3 separate regions of the Mus musculus genome follow, and all the other regions are linked to region 1. Evidence: chromatin contacts called from public Hi-C and promoter capture Hi-C data. All regions are on one chromosome and are shown on one strand. The core of a region is the stretch at or near the end of the contact, and the rest is flanking DNA. Distances in the headings are between cores, read along the strand shown. Region 1 holds the start of Nr2c1 (nuclear receptor subfamily 2, group C, member 1). Region 2 overlaps Gm32898 (a long non-coding RNA gene). Region 3 has its middle 21 kb from the start of Gm32827.

Evidence for each region. Promoter capture Hi-C pulls out the DNA fragments that hold promoters and counts their contacts. Hi-C and Micro-C count contacts between places; a contact is called where the count stands out from the background.
Region 2: a Hi-C map of the HPC-7 cell line shows a contact between it and region 1, with 4 times the contacts expected there. The contact joins the enhancer-like site here to the promoter of Nr2c1 in region 1. A contact is called at or near these places in 14 of 39 promoter capture datasets (the 3T3-L1 cell line, 3T3-L1-derived adipocytes, the HPC-7 cell line and 9 more), 6 of 484 Hi-C or Micro-C datasets (the HPC-7 cell line, the N1E-115 cell line, cerebral cortex and 3 more) and 1 of 115 datasets of contacts at active chromatin or transcription factors (neural tube).
Region 3: a promoter capture Hi-C map of trophoblast stem cells shows a contact between it and region 1, with 5 times the contacts expected there. The contact joins the enhancer-like site here to the promoter of Nr2c1 in region 1. A contact is called at or near these places in 4 of 39 promoter capture datasets (the 3T3-L1 cell line, the HPC-7 cell line, liver and 1 more), 2 of 484 Hi-C or Micro-C datasets (CD4 T cells and liver) and 1 of 9 other capture datasets (pancreatic islet).

What each region holds. Positions count from the first base shown.
Region 1 is chr10:94,145,515-94,150,135 of GRCm38.p6, forward strand. It overlaps Nr2c1 (nuclear receptor subfamily 2, group C, member 1), which reads left to right and starts at 2,417. Exons shown (of 14, transcript NM_011629.3): 1 at 2,417-2,588.
Region 2 is chr10:94,598,719-94,603,339 of GRCm38.p6, forward strand. Gm32898 (a long non-coding RNA gene) reads right to left here. Exons shown (of 5, transcript XR_001779842.1): 5 at 1,332-1,371. Among named protein-coding and RNA genes, the nearest start is that of Mir7211, 15 kb to the left of the region's middle. Within about 2 kb of position 2,528, at least 11 of the 459 cell types and tissues checked have an H3K27ac peak or open chromatin away from gene starts, as enhancers often do. A contact at or near this core is called in the HPC-7 cell line and trophoblast stem cells, where this site is marked.
Region 3 is chr10:94,402,815-94,407,435 of GRCm38.p6, forward strand. It overlaps a transcript of Tmcc3 not described here. Among named protein-coding and RNA genes, the nearest start is that of Gm32827, 21 kb to the right of the region's middle. Within about 2 kb of position 2,832, at least 15 of the 459 cell types and tissues checked have an H3K27ac peak or open chromatin away from gene starts, as enhancers often do. A contact at or near this core is called in liver and trophoblast stem cells, where this site is marked.

The DNA of each region.
Region 1 (4,621 bases), core at 1,167-3,666:
CCTTTAGATGAACCTCACTGGCCCCCTTTTTCTAGACTGTGACCAAAAGAAACATGTCACCTAGAGCAATCCTCTAAAAGTGGCTTCTGTTTCCAGACTGGTTTATTCACATAGTTCCTTGTGAGACAGGGTCTTGCCCTGTTGTCCAGGCTCACCAAATATCCATAACAACCTTCCTGCCGTGGCCTCCCAAGTACCAGCACTGCAAGCGTGAGCCACTGCGTCCCAGTTTTAATAAAGTAACTTCTTGTGACTTAAGTCCATGAACTGGAGGTGAGTGGTAACCATGGTAACCACAGCATCCCTTTGGGCATGTGCACTGAGAACTGAGAAGAAAGAAAACATCTGGAGTACCCTTCTCCCTCGAATCCGGCGTACTTTCATCATGTTCACCTTTGAGACGAGCTTGAGGTTATTGGAAAGGCTGCATTATGGGCAAACCAAGCAATGCTAAAAGGTAGAGGTAGACTTTCAGAGAACTAAGCATGAAACAGTTCCCAATGGTAGGGAAGGTTGCAAGTCCTTTTTCTATGTCTAAATACTTAATTCCAAAGAGAAATAGTAATATTTTCTTAGAGGTGCAGTCCAGGCTAGCTTCAAACTGACTGAGCTCCGGTTCCTCCAGCCTTTCTTCTCAAGTGCTAAGATTATAGGCCCGAGGCTGTGGGGCCATAAGGGACAATTAATTATTCGACCTAGCACAAAAAGAGTTTTGATATCCCCCCCCCCAAAAAAATACCTTAGGTTTCTGCCCTGAATCTGGCTGCTTTTCTACAGTGTTTATCTTGATGCAAAGGAAGTTTCTAGATCACCACATAGTACCTGATGTACAGACCAGAGTTTCCTGCCACAGGTGACCTTTCGTTTTGCAGATCTTTATTGACCAGCAGGAACTGTTAACTATCTGGGGACACATCGTCTAGCAAAATGGACAAAAAAAACCCAGCCCTTAGGAACATAAGGTACACAGCAGTGATTGTGTTCTTGCTTTTGATAAAGACAGTCAAGTAAAATTTGACACGACTTTGCCTCAGCCTGTTCTCATATTGCTGGGAAGTTCTATGGGATTGGGCTCTAGGCAGACAGTGTTATCACTCTGCTCAGGCAGGGGGAAGTTTCCCCAAATCGTGATGTTACAGCTCTTCTGGAAAAGGTAGCCTGGCCACCATGAGCCAAGGAATACCACAGAGTCACATCCACACCACACAAGAAACCTCCCACGAGATTTGCTGGAAGGAAAAAAAAAAAAAACAGGAAAATGGCTGCCTCTTCAAGAAACTTCAGGGAACTGGGCAGAAAAATGGACTTTATATAGGGTTTCTTGGAGTGTGGGGTTTTCCAGGGTGGCCTGCGATGGGAGGATTATGTGGCTTGATCTTGGCCAAAGCTTTGAGGGTTGGTGGGATTCTGTGATCAGACTCTGGGACAAGGTCTTGGGCTTGGGTCAAGTCAGGGTCAGGGTGTTCTTTCCTGGGCCCTGTTATCCTACACAGACTCCTTAGCACTGGTGAACTAATCTAAGAGAGTGCCCACAACAAAGTCCAGTTTTCCAGACATTAAAGACACCTAACCCAGACCCATTCGGTTGTTTATTATTTCTCAAACCAAAACTTCCTTTAAGGGGCAAGAGAGATGGCTCAGCTGTTAAAGAGCATTGGCTGCTCTTGTAGAGGGCCCAGGTTCAATTCCGAGTACCTGCATGGCTACTCAAAACGATCTGTAAGTTCACATCTAGAGGATCTGATGGCCTCCACCTAGACTAGGTACACCTAGATGCATAGATGCAGGTAAAACGCCCGTATTAATGAAATTTAAAAACAAAACAAACCGCTACAGCACTGGAGAGGGAGGCAGGAGAATCACTAGTTAAAAGACTAGTCTGGGTTCTGACAGGCCAGGTCTCAAAAGACTTGTCTTTTTCTTTCCTTCCTTCTTTCTTTCTTCCTTCCTGCCTTCCTCCCTTCCTTTCAAGAGTTTTACTCTTAGTGTGTAGGGTGTTCGGCCTGCACATATGTTTGTGCACAGAAGAGGGCACCAAATCCAATGGAACTGAAGTTACAGAAGATGACCACAGACCAGGTGGGTGTTAGGAATCAAGCCAAGTTCTCTGGAGGAACCACAAGTCCTCTTAACCATTGAGCCATCTCTCCAGCCCTCGGTCGTCCTTGATTTCCAATTACGTGTGTTTGGGTATGTGCACTTGGGTGCGCGTGCCCGCGGAGGCCAGACACCAGAGTTGCAGGTATTGGAAGAACTTGATGCTATCTATCATCCTCACAGGGCATCGGGTGGACACGCAGCTGCGGCGGCGCTCTCCCTCCACACCTACAGGGGGCAATCGACTTCCAGAACCGCCGCTGGACTCCGGGGCCCTCGGCTTCGCCCAGGGAACGTCACCACCGCCGGCCGCTTCTCCACCGCGCTAATGCGCAGGCGCCAAGAGCACCACGCACCGCCAAGCCGAGGGTGGGGTCACGAACTCTGACCCCCACCCCCAAAACACAAACTCAGAAAGCTCCCCTGTCCCCTTGGCCTCGGGTCCCCTCGCCTCTGCTCTCTCCAGCCCAGCGGCCGCCGCGGCGGGAGGGGTAAGTCGGGTGCGGGGCGGCCCAACCGCCGAGCGTCGTGGCCCGAGCGCCCGTGTCCCTGAGTGTCCCAGCTCCCGGTTACCGGAGAGCCGGACATTAGCGGATTGCCCAAAGCCTTGGGAGGCCGGGCCGGGCCGGTGACCTTTCACCTAAAGGGAACGCTTCCGTCTCGGCGCCGCTTCCCCCGCCCCGGGGCTGCGCGCGTGGTGGGTGCAGGGCAGGGAGCTGCGGGGCGCAGGACCGGAGGGACCATGTACCCCGGGGCTACGGGATGACACCTCCTCCGGCTCAGGATTCTGCTTGCATGAGAGGACCAGCATCCGCTGTGGCTGTTTCTCTGAGGGAAGGTGGCCTAGGGCTATCTCATGCACTGGGCACATCAAAGCTTCCAGTAGCTCTTTTGTTAGGAGCACTGCCTGAGTTTCTGCAGACAACATCTCATGATGTGCAGATATTGCCAGGCTGTCCCCTACCCCTGAGTTAAGCAGGTCAGCCAAAGCTGGAAAGGACAAGCAAAAGAGACTTGAAGTTAAATCCGTTTAGGGCTTTTTTTTCCACCGCTTGGAAGTTGTTAGTGTGTCTTAGACTTCAAGGAAGGGGTTGTTCTTTGTTTTTAAAACAGTGTCTGCTTGTTTACCGGGTTGAGTAATTGTCTCTAAACTTTACGTGTCTACTTTGGTAAATTTGGAAAGAGATTATTGATCTGTTCTAATCAAACAGCAAACATGAAAAAGGAAATCGTTTGGGGAGGGTGTCTTGGGAGTTGTAGTTTGGTGGGACAGAAATGCAAGTACATTAGAGAAGATTCCAGGAAGGGAAGAAAAAGTGGGAGTTTATTGTGGACCATTTAACATTGAGAAAGAACAGAAAGCCTGGATGACCTGCAGGAAGGAGCCAGGCTGGTGACACATGCCTGTAATCCCAGTACTCAGGAGGCTAAAGCAAAGCAGGAAAGGTCACCTGGAGTTCTTGTGGAGACTGGCTTGGAAATCATGTATCCAAACCCCAGAAGATGTATAGAAGATAAAGGAAAGGTCTTACGTCCTTTGTATCAACATGGCCAGTAACCTTTTGGTGTGCATCTTGAACCTTTGGATACAGTGTAAGTTTTCCAATTGCAATCATTCCAAAGACCTATTAGTCTAAGGGTGGCAGTAACCACAATTCCCGTTTCCAAGTTAGACCTTCTGTACAGTTCTAGCCTGTAGGACACCCTTTATAGCCTCCTAACTCTGGTTTCAAAGGTCGTTTTAATGTTGCTTCTATTGTCATTAAAGAAGATACTTGATGCTTGTATCCATTACAAACTAAACATATGGTGACAATAAATTTAACCAATTTCATGATTTCATCATTCTGTGTAACGCTTTCAAGGTGAAAGGTTTTCAAGGGGACCATACAAGGCAGCAAAGCCTAAATATCTTCTGAGGGTGTGGTGAAGTGTGTAATTCCTATCCCGGTGATAGCAAAGACCAACCTCATACAAAAAGTAGCACTATAAGATCCTCTGTGCACAGGCACGCGCACACACACACACACACACGTACCCTTTCAAAACCATCTCCAGAAAAATGGACCTCTGTTTGAAAGTTTTAAGAGTTAATCGAAACCATAGACGTCTGTCCTTAAATCCCAGTTAACTCTTCCTGTACACTGTATACAGCGGATCATCCAGAAATAGTGGGTAGAATGGAATTTGAGCTGGGTCTCAGAGGTCAGGCACAAGTGTGGTAGGAAATGGTATATGCTACAGAAGCACCGTTTGTGTTTTGTGTGATAAACTGCTAATAGTTTACCCCTGGGATTCCTAAGTGGGGAATTCCTTGGACTGACTGTATGCTTGGTAAACCTTGATATTTAACATATAGCATTGAGGTATAAAAGAATATGAACTTGTGACTTTCTGGGGAGGGTAATCTCCACCAGGTTTAATGATTTCTGGGTATGGGTGTTTTGCCTGTGTGTATATCTGTGTACCACAAGGGTACTGTGCTCTCCGGGGCCAGAGGAGGGTTTCAGATCCTCTGGAACTA
Region 2 (4,621 bases), core at 1,278-3,777, 450 kb after region 1:
ATTTACTATGTAAGTAAATTTCCCATGAATGCTTGCTTCCTTCTCCCCTAGATTGTGAGCACTTGGTGCGGTGGCTCTCGGCCTTCCTAAGGCTGTGACCCTTTAATATAGTTCCTTGAGATGTGGTGACTCCCCCCCAACCATAAAATTATTTTCTTTGCTACTCCACAACTGTAAGTTTTTTGCCATTATGAATCATAACGTAAATATCTAATATGCATGATATCTGACATGTGACCGCTGTGAAGGAGTCGTTTGACTCCCAAAGGGATCTTGACCCACAGGTTAAAATCCAGACTCAGAGCAACCTGAACTATTCCTTCACCTGCCACACCCGATGGTGTTTTGGAATCTCCAGGATGAATTGTGTTTCTCAGCCTCCAACCAGAAACCTCTCCTGGTGCAGAGGGAGAAAGGTCCTGACTACAGTGTAGCCCCCTGGGATGCACTCCTCCACCTCAGCTATACTCCCCTGACACAGACTCTCCCACTCACCGGTCCTTCTCATCCTCCTCTCAGCCCCAAATTAGAGGAAATTTGGGGCCATAAAGTAGGCCTAGTAAAACATAGCCAGAATCTCATCTCAGTGAAAATAGACACACCTCAGAACCTAGCCCAGAGGTTCTGCCTTTTTCTTTTTCTTTTTCTTTTTAATTGTATTTATTCATTCATTCATTCATTCATTCATTCATTTACTTATTTATTTAATGTATTCACTTTATATCACTGTCACCCCCTCCCACAATCCCTCCCCCTCCCCTTATTTTCTGAGCAGGTGGGGCCCCCTGGGTATCCCCGCCTACATCCTGACATTTCAAATCTCTACAAGCTAGCTATTTCCTCTTCCACTGAGGCCAAAGAACCCAGCTAGAAGAACATATCCCATGTACACGCAACAGCTTTGGGATATGTTCAGGACCCACATGAAGAAGCTATATACATCCTCTACATATGAGTGGGGAGGCCTTGGTCCAGCTCCTGTCTGTTCTTTGGTTGGTGGTTCAGACTCTTTTTTTTTTTTTCCATTTTTTATTAGGTATTTCGCTCATTTACATTTGCAATGCTATACCAAAAGTCCCCCATAGCCACCCACCCCCTCTCCCCTACCCACCCACTCCCCTTTTATGGCCCTGGCGTTCCCCTGTACTGGGGCATATAAAGTTTGTGTGTCCAATGGGCCTCTCTTTCCAGTGATGGCCGACTACCCCAAGGGTCCAGGTTAGTTGACTCTGTTGGTCTTCCTATCTCCTTCTGGTCACACAATCCTTCCTCCTGTTTTTCCATAAGAGTCCCCATTGTTTTGCTGTGGGTGCCTGCATCTGTCTGAGTCAGCTGCTGGGTGGAGCCTCTCAGAGGACAACATGCTTCTGTCTGCAAGCATAATAGAGTATCATTAATAGTGCCAGGGATTGATGCTTGCCCATGGGATGGGTCTCAAGTTGGGCTGGTTATTGGTTGCCAAACTTTGTTTTTGACTGACACATTTCTGGGATTTGATGTGATGATACACACACACACACACACACACACACACACACACACATTGTGTGATGACCAATTGGGAATGGTATATATCTCAAGCACTTGTCATTTCTTTGTGCTCTGAACATTCTGCTCCCTCATCTATTTTGAAATAGATTGTGGCTAAAACATTGTCACCTCTGCTATTTTCCACTTAGTGAAACACCGGGCACACTTCTGTAGTCAAGAAACAAAGACAAGTAAGTTGTAAACCAACCTTCCATCTGTAGAAAAATCCTGCTGGGGGTGGGGGGGCTCATTTTATGCAAACAATTGCTTGAGAGTAAGTTGCCAATCAGTTATTCTACCTGATATTTATAGGCGATTATACACTGGCACAATTCATTACCTCAGTATAGTCATTACTTCTGTGTGTAATTCTTAAAGCTAAAGACCATCTTCTGTGGCCCAGAGATATGGCTCAGTGGCTAAGAGTGTGTGTCGTGCAAGCATGAGGACTGTGAGTTCAAATCCCCAGCACCTGTGTAAAAGGACAGGCTTGGTGCACCTGTAACCCCAGGATCATGGGAGTGGAGACATGATTGCTGAGGCTGCTTCCTGCTAGCCTAGCTCAAAGTCCATGAGAGACCCTGTCTCAGAGGAATGAAATGGATATTTGATAGAACAGGGTACTGAACATCCTCTTCTGACCTCTGTACTCTCTCTTTCTCTCTCTCTCTCTCTCTCTCTCTCTCTCTCTCTCTCTCTCTCTCTCTCTCTCTCTCTCTCACACACACACACACACACACACACACACACACACACAGTAGATGTCCAACTGACTCCAGATCCCTTTTAAATTTTCCTAACACCCTTTGCAGGAAAAGGAAGCTGCTCAGAGTTACAGCTATCCTCGCTTATCTCTGGTCAGTTCCCCACTCTTTCCTTGATGGCTGTGACTATCCATTTTCAAAGAGTTTTTCCTTTGTATCAGGTTCTTCGATCTGATATTTCCTCATGACTCACTGCAAGTTGTCTATCTTTGGTCAGAATTGCGGAAGTGACTCCTCATTCTCATCGCTTCCTCTCTGATGAGGCGGTTTCTGTCTATTCCATTGCTGATGGTCTTACATCGCTCATTCAGTGAAGACCCTTAGTCTTCAGCCATTCCACCTTACATGACCCTAAGTTCCTTAGAAAAGGGACTCTGGACCTGCATATCCCCTCATACTTTAAGTTTATTCATGTACTTATTTGGATCAACATAGAGGCAGACTCACAGACTCATCTCAACAGTCTTTAGTGACCTTCTGGCATGTTGCCATTACACCTGAGCCATCACCTTGACTTTTGACACAAGGTACTCCACGCTTGTGCACTTCCCTTTCCCTAGACCTAAGTTGTATGTTCTCGCAGGGATCTCAGATTCTCCTTAGTGAGAAACGGTATTTAAAAGACAATATCTGGGGGCTAGAGAGATGACTCAGCGGTTAAGAGCACTGACTGCTCTTCCAGAGGTCCTGAGTTCAATCCCAGCAACCACATAGTGGCTCCTAACCATCTGTAATAGGGTCTGGTGCCCTCTTCTGGTGTGTCTGAATGGTGGTACATAAAATAAAAGAAAAAAAGAGAAAATACTTAAAATACAATATATGGTGCTATGTCTTCTCTTTATTCTCAACACCCCTAGATCCTCCTAGCAGACAGAGCGGGGAATGCATGGAGTGTCTGTATGGGTGTGTGCATGTGTGCTAATGTATAATGATACATATAAAAATGTATCCGTTTAATGGGCTGCATGGCCCCCTAAAATGAATATACTATATGGAATACTTGGAGACCGGGCCTTGGAGGAGGTGACTAATGGTTGGTTTGGCCATTGGGGTGGTATCTCCATGAATAGCCTTATAAGAAGAGAAGTGAAGGTGGAGAAATTATTTGGGGATTAAGGGCAGAGACTGCTCTTGCGGAGGAACCAGCGTCAATGTCTAGCACCCATACTGCATGACTCACAACTGCCTGTAATTCTAATGCCAGGAGATTTTCCAGTCTCTTCTGGATCTCACAACACCTGTACTTATAAGTGTGCATGTGCACACATGCATATATCCATATCCATATGCGTCCGTACTCACAAACACACACACACATTTAAACATCCTTTAAATCTTAAAAACAATATGAACAGCTGTTAGAACTTGCTTTTTGTATGTACCATTTAAGAACACGGCAAGAAGACAAGCATCCACAAACTAGGCAATGGCCCTCAGCATGGACCAACTTAGCTAACAACCTGGTCTAACCCCATAGCCTCCAGAGCTTAGGAAATACATGGCTGTCCCTCAAGCAACATAACCTGCAGTTTTTGTCATAGCAGCCGGAAATGACTGAGAATATCTATACTTGTTTGTGTATAATTTCACACAGATGCGCACTTAAACCCACACTTATTTCTGCATCTGATTATATGTCGGCAATCAAGGGTGCACACCTCTGACATCAACCAGCATGGCTAAATTTATCCCAGCTTCCCTCCTTTCTGGACTTGAAACTCTTGCCTCCAACAAGGAAACCACCAGCTTCCACTTTCAGTGAAGGATAACTTTTGATGTTTCCTGGCTTCCATGGGAGGAGTTCCATTGTATTAAACCCATCGCTGAATAGAAAATATCCTAAGCTGAAATGCATTTAATATCCCTCACCTAGCAAACATCAGCCTTAACATATCCTGAGACCAGGAAAAGATCCATGCTCAGAACATGGAGTTCGCAGGCATGTTGCTTCCATGCCAATTCAGAGTTGACAAACTTTAAGTAGAACCTCAGAAGTCAAATTGTCTGCTCTCACTCACCTGACCAACCCTCTGTATACAAGTAACAGCTCACCTCTGTTGCCTTGAGTACACAGTGTTTGGTTACTCGCATGCCATGCTGGACTGCTGATGTGTTGGGTCACCTGCCTCATCCCGCTGGGGCCTCTAAAACCCTTGGCAGGTTGCCCTGTTTTATGTGCCTAGGACCTCTCATTTCTTTCATTCCATGAAACACTTCTCCTTGCTCACTTCTTCCCCCCCCCCCCCCCCCCCCACTGCTTAACTGCCATCCTCAAGCCCTGCTCTACACTCTAGGCTACCAACTCTTTCTCCACAGCCCCATGCCTG
Region 3 (4,621 bases), core at 1,582-4,081, 260 kb after region 1:
GGAGGGAGGTAACATAATCATGAGCCAGTAATTATTAAAGCTGGATAATAGTTACATGGGGATTTGTTTTCAATAGTCTCTTTGTGGTGTTTGACTTTCTCATAAAACAGAGTTTGAAATTCCCACCGTGGGAAATGTTTAGTGGGAGCCGAGGCCACAGTAAACACCTTGCAAGTCACTTTGTTTCTTGAGAAGCTAGTGGGCTCATATACCTTCCCGCATGGTGGCCACTGTGTCACCTTGATGGATGTGAAGACCCGCCCCTTTCCTGGTGGCCAGTACACAGCACCACCTACTCTTGGGGAGTGGTGGGTATTCTGTCGTCATGACAACAGGGTCCTCTACTTAGAGGCTTTGAGACAACTGGTACTTTCCCAGATCATGTCTCTTATGGAGATAAATTCCCTGGACAGCATGGATTGCTTTCAGGTTAGGCTTGGGGCCTTTGACGGTGTTAGTGTCTTTGGGAGGAAATGAAGAGTGGAGTGAAGGGAAGAAGGAAGAAGGAAGGAAGGAAGGAAGGAAGGAAGGAAGGAAGGAAGGAAGGAAGGAAGGAAGGATATTTGGTGGAGAAACAGAGATGGCCTGTGCTTGCTTTCTCACAAGCCAAGTGACTCTGACATGTCATAAACGTTCTCTGGATTTGAGTTTCTGAGTGTATGAAGCAAAAGATTTGGTCGAGTTTCTGTGATTCTCTCTTAATCCAACCTAAAGTTTTAATAACCTTCTGAATAAATGTTTTCACATTCACTGGAGACAACCAGGACCATGTAGAAATAGCAGAGACAATGTAAATTGCCCTAGTTCTGGCCCCAAGAAGTTAAGTATCTCCCAGTGTTATTTTCAAGAGCCAAATTCGTGCATGATTGGTTGAAAACTGAGTTTGTAGGTTGTTTTATCAGCCAGGGAAGATATAGCAGGTGAACAGGCCTGGCCCCTGCCTTCCATACCTGTCCCTCTAACAGCATAGGTGATGTCCTACAGGTTTCCATGGAGGGTGTATCCCCTGGAGGCCGATGCCTTCTGTTTACCAGTAAAGTCTGCTGTGTTTTGCTGCCATTTTGGGGCTGTCCTGCTTAGATTTGAAGAACTTTTCTGAATGTTATTTCTTATGGCGAAGGGCAAAGAAGCTTTAGGAAGCTACGTTAGTCACATTTCAGATTAGCATGACAAAGGCAACTTGCGGGAGAAATCATTTATTTTAGCTTACAGTTCCAGGGTGTTCAAGCCCGTGATGGCGGGGACAGCGTGGCGGTAGGCATGATGGCTGCAGCAGCTGACAGGGGTCACATCTTGAACCTCAAATACGAAGCAGAGCGAGCTACAAGTATGGGAAGCTTTGTTTTTGGTTTACTCTGAAAGCCATACCCTCGGTGAGAGACTTCCCCTAACAAAGCCCCACCTCCTAAACTGTCCCAAACAGTGCCACCAACCAGGGATCAAGCGTTCAAATGCCCTAGGCTGTGGGAGGTACTTCTCAATCCACCACAGGAACTAAGAAAGAAAGCAACATCAAGCCGTCAGACCAGACTTATCAGCCATGTTCAGCTTCTCTGACCGCCTATCTGAGGCACATCAGCTTCTCTGCTCTTCATCTACTGTCTTCAGGTCACCTCTGCCAGAGGCATAACAAACAATATGGCAGCTTCAGAGGAGAAAGACCCGGGGAGGAGAAAACATTGGGGGGGGGGGGGTGATCGGGAAGCTAACCCCCTCTCCTGTTACGTTTGCAATGAGAGCTGTAAGAAACCCTAGAAATATTCCTGATGAACCCCTGCTCTCTTCCAAGGAGATGGGGAGGCAGAGACACATGTCCCCAAAGGCCACTTCCTTTCCAGTCGTCATTTAGAGAGGGGCACTTACTCTACTCATAGAAGTCCCCATCCTGTGAAGCCTTCTCCACTCACCTCTCTTTTCAGAGACTGAGTTCCACCTAACGGAGCCTTCCCAGCACACAGGGCATCCTGCAAGCCCACCTCCTGCAGGGGAATCTGAGCCTGTAGCTGAAGGACTCCTGAGCAGGTTTCTTGCATCTCACAGAGAGGTGATGTCCCCATGTCTCTTCCAAACAAATGCAAGATTGGTTTCCATAGCAAATACTGTATTTTTTTTCCTACCTGTATGAACTGGAAGTCCGTTGCCTTCCTTGTAAGCTGAATCTTTTTGCAAAAAGTCCCAAGCTGACCCTTGCCAAGGGAGTTTGCTGTCCAAGTACAAGAAACAGACACACAAGAAGAAATAAATATTATTGGTGGCATAGATTTGCAGTTTCTTAACTCTCACAGAACTCAGGCCTGAACAAGCATAAGTTACCTGGGCGTTGTCCAGAGAGACAGCTGAAGTGGAGAAACAAGAGGAAACTAAGAAATAAATAAAAAAGCAACCAAGACTCAAAGTTCAGATTAGATGAGGAGAGAGTAATTCTAACTCCCTAACAGAAACCGGCACCAGAGGGTCTCCTGTCCTTCAAAGAGGGGTGTGTATCAGGGTCCAGTGCACGGGACAGCTGCTTCATCGCTCCACAGTTGCTTAAGGGCTGTCTTATGCTGGAGGGATGGAACGCTCGCTCTGCATGATAGCAAGGGATTGAACTGATACTGTTTGTGAAGATAAACAAAAGATGGGTTTCTCTTTAAGGAAACACTTCTAGGAACCAATGTAAAGGACTATGTGTGTGGAGAGGCAGTGTGTCTCTTGCCCGCCTCTGACTCAGTTGCCAGATATTCATCCTTCAGTATCTTAAAGGGGCCAACCCCTTCTGCACCCTGTAGCTAGCTCTGCTTGGAACACTCTGTGTGTAACCCTGCCAGAGTCCTGACTTCCCCTTTGACCTTTGAACCTGCTGAGTCACACACTTCCTTCAGGTCCCAGCCAGATTATCATAGCCACACACAGTGTTTTCCCGACCCCTTCTCTAAGGAAGTTCCTACTTGCCAGTGACCGTAACATTTTGTGCTTTCCTTTATAGCACTTACCAAATGTGTACATACATGTGTGGATCTGTGTGGATAGAGACATGTACTTATGCACATACATATACTTCATATGTGTGTGCACATACAAAGACAAAACACAATCAAAATTTGTGTGACTATTTATTTACTCTGTGTCTCAGCAGTAACCATGGAGCCCATTGCTTTATTCTATTTTCTGTGTGGCACCAGATACAGTAGGCACCAATAAGCATGCTGAATCCTATGGCTTCCGCTGCTACAATGTTTCTGAGTGTGTTGCTCCGAACTGAGCTGTCAGAAATGGTTGCAGGTGGACCTGCCTTCAGATCTTGATAATAACTGTACCAACTTGTATGGAAGGAACTTATTTTCCATTTACTTTTAATTCTTCTGATTTTGTCAAAGAGAAAAACTTGTTTGGGACAATGGCTATAACACCTGCCAGGCTAAAAAGAGAGATAGATGAATGGTAGGTAGGTTGATAGTTAGTTAGATAGATAGATAGATAGATAGATAGATAGATAGATAGATAATGATATAGATGGATACAGATAGAGGATAGATAGAAATAGAAGAAAGGAAGGAAACACACACACAGAGATACGGGGAGAGAGAAAGACAGACAGACAGACAGACAGACAGACAGACACTGGTTGGTCTTCAGCAAGCAACACTAGGCAGAATGTAGTAATTTGATTTTCATGTTTCATGTCCTTTATTCGTGGCAAGAAATACTGATGTTTTCCCTCAGGGAAGTGATCCCAGCCTTCAATTTAAAATAAAACCCAAATAGCTGGGCTTGGTGGCGCACACCTTTGATCCCAACGCTCAAGAGACAGAGGCAGGTAAATCCCTGTGTTCAAGGCCAGCCTGGACTACAGAGTGAGTTCCAGAACAGCCAGGGCTAGACAGAGAAACCCTGTCTTTACAAAACAAACAAATGAATGGCTAAATAAGGCAAAATCAAGTAAGTTTATCTGATAAAATATTGAGGTAATGTTTGTGCTACAGGCGGTTCTTGAAAGGTCTACAACTTGGAATCACTTGGTTCTGGGTAGAGACTAGGGGCGACCTCCTCTGGCTTTTCTCTGCCTTTCCTCCCTGCATTGCTAGTACCATATTTCTTGGCTAAGGGTTCCCTGGATTCCATTTCTGAGCACCGCGGTGCAAGTCTGTGACAAGGTTATGAAAGCAGACCAAGTCTTTCTCAAGTCACTCTGAGAACATGTCCTTTCTGATATTAAAATAGCCTTTTTTCAAAATAGCGATTGGATCACGAGTATGCCTTTGGTGACTCTGTTGTTCCCTCTGTTTCATTTTGTGTCCATGGTGACTTGGAGGATCATAGCTCCTCTGGGTGGGCTCCAACAGTCTGGAGTCCACTACTTTCAGGAGACATGTGTGGTCATCCTCTGTAAGAAGGGAATTTAATACATTCCGGTACAATCGTGTTTACCTTTATAAGTAATAAAAGGAACAGGGAATTCATTGTGTGTGTTATGTGTATTATACGAATGTCTCTGTGTGTGCATGAGTATGTGCATATGTCTCTGTGTTCATGAGTGTGTGTGTATGTGTGGGGGTGGCTTAAGGCCCTTAATACAAATGTATGTGTGTTATAGAAAATAGCCTTTCTATTTAAAAAATAAAAATAGGGAATTGTTGTC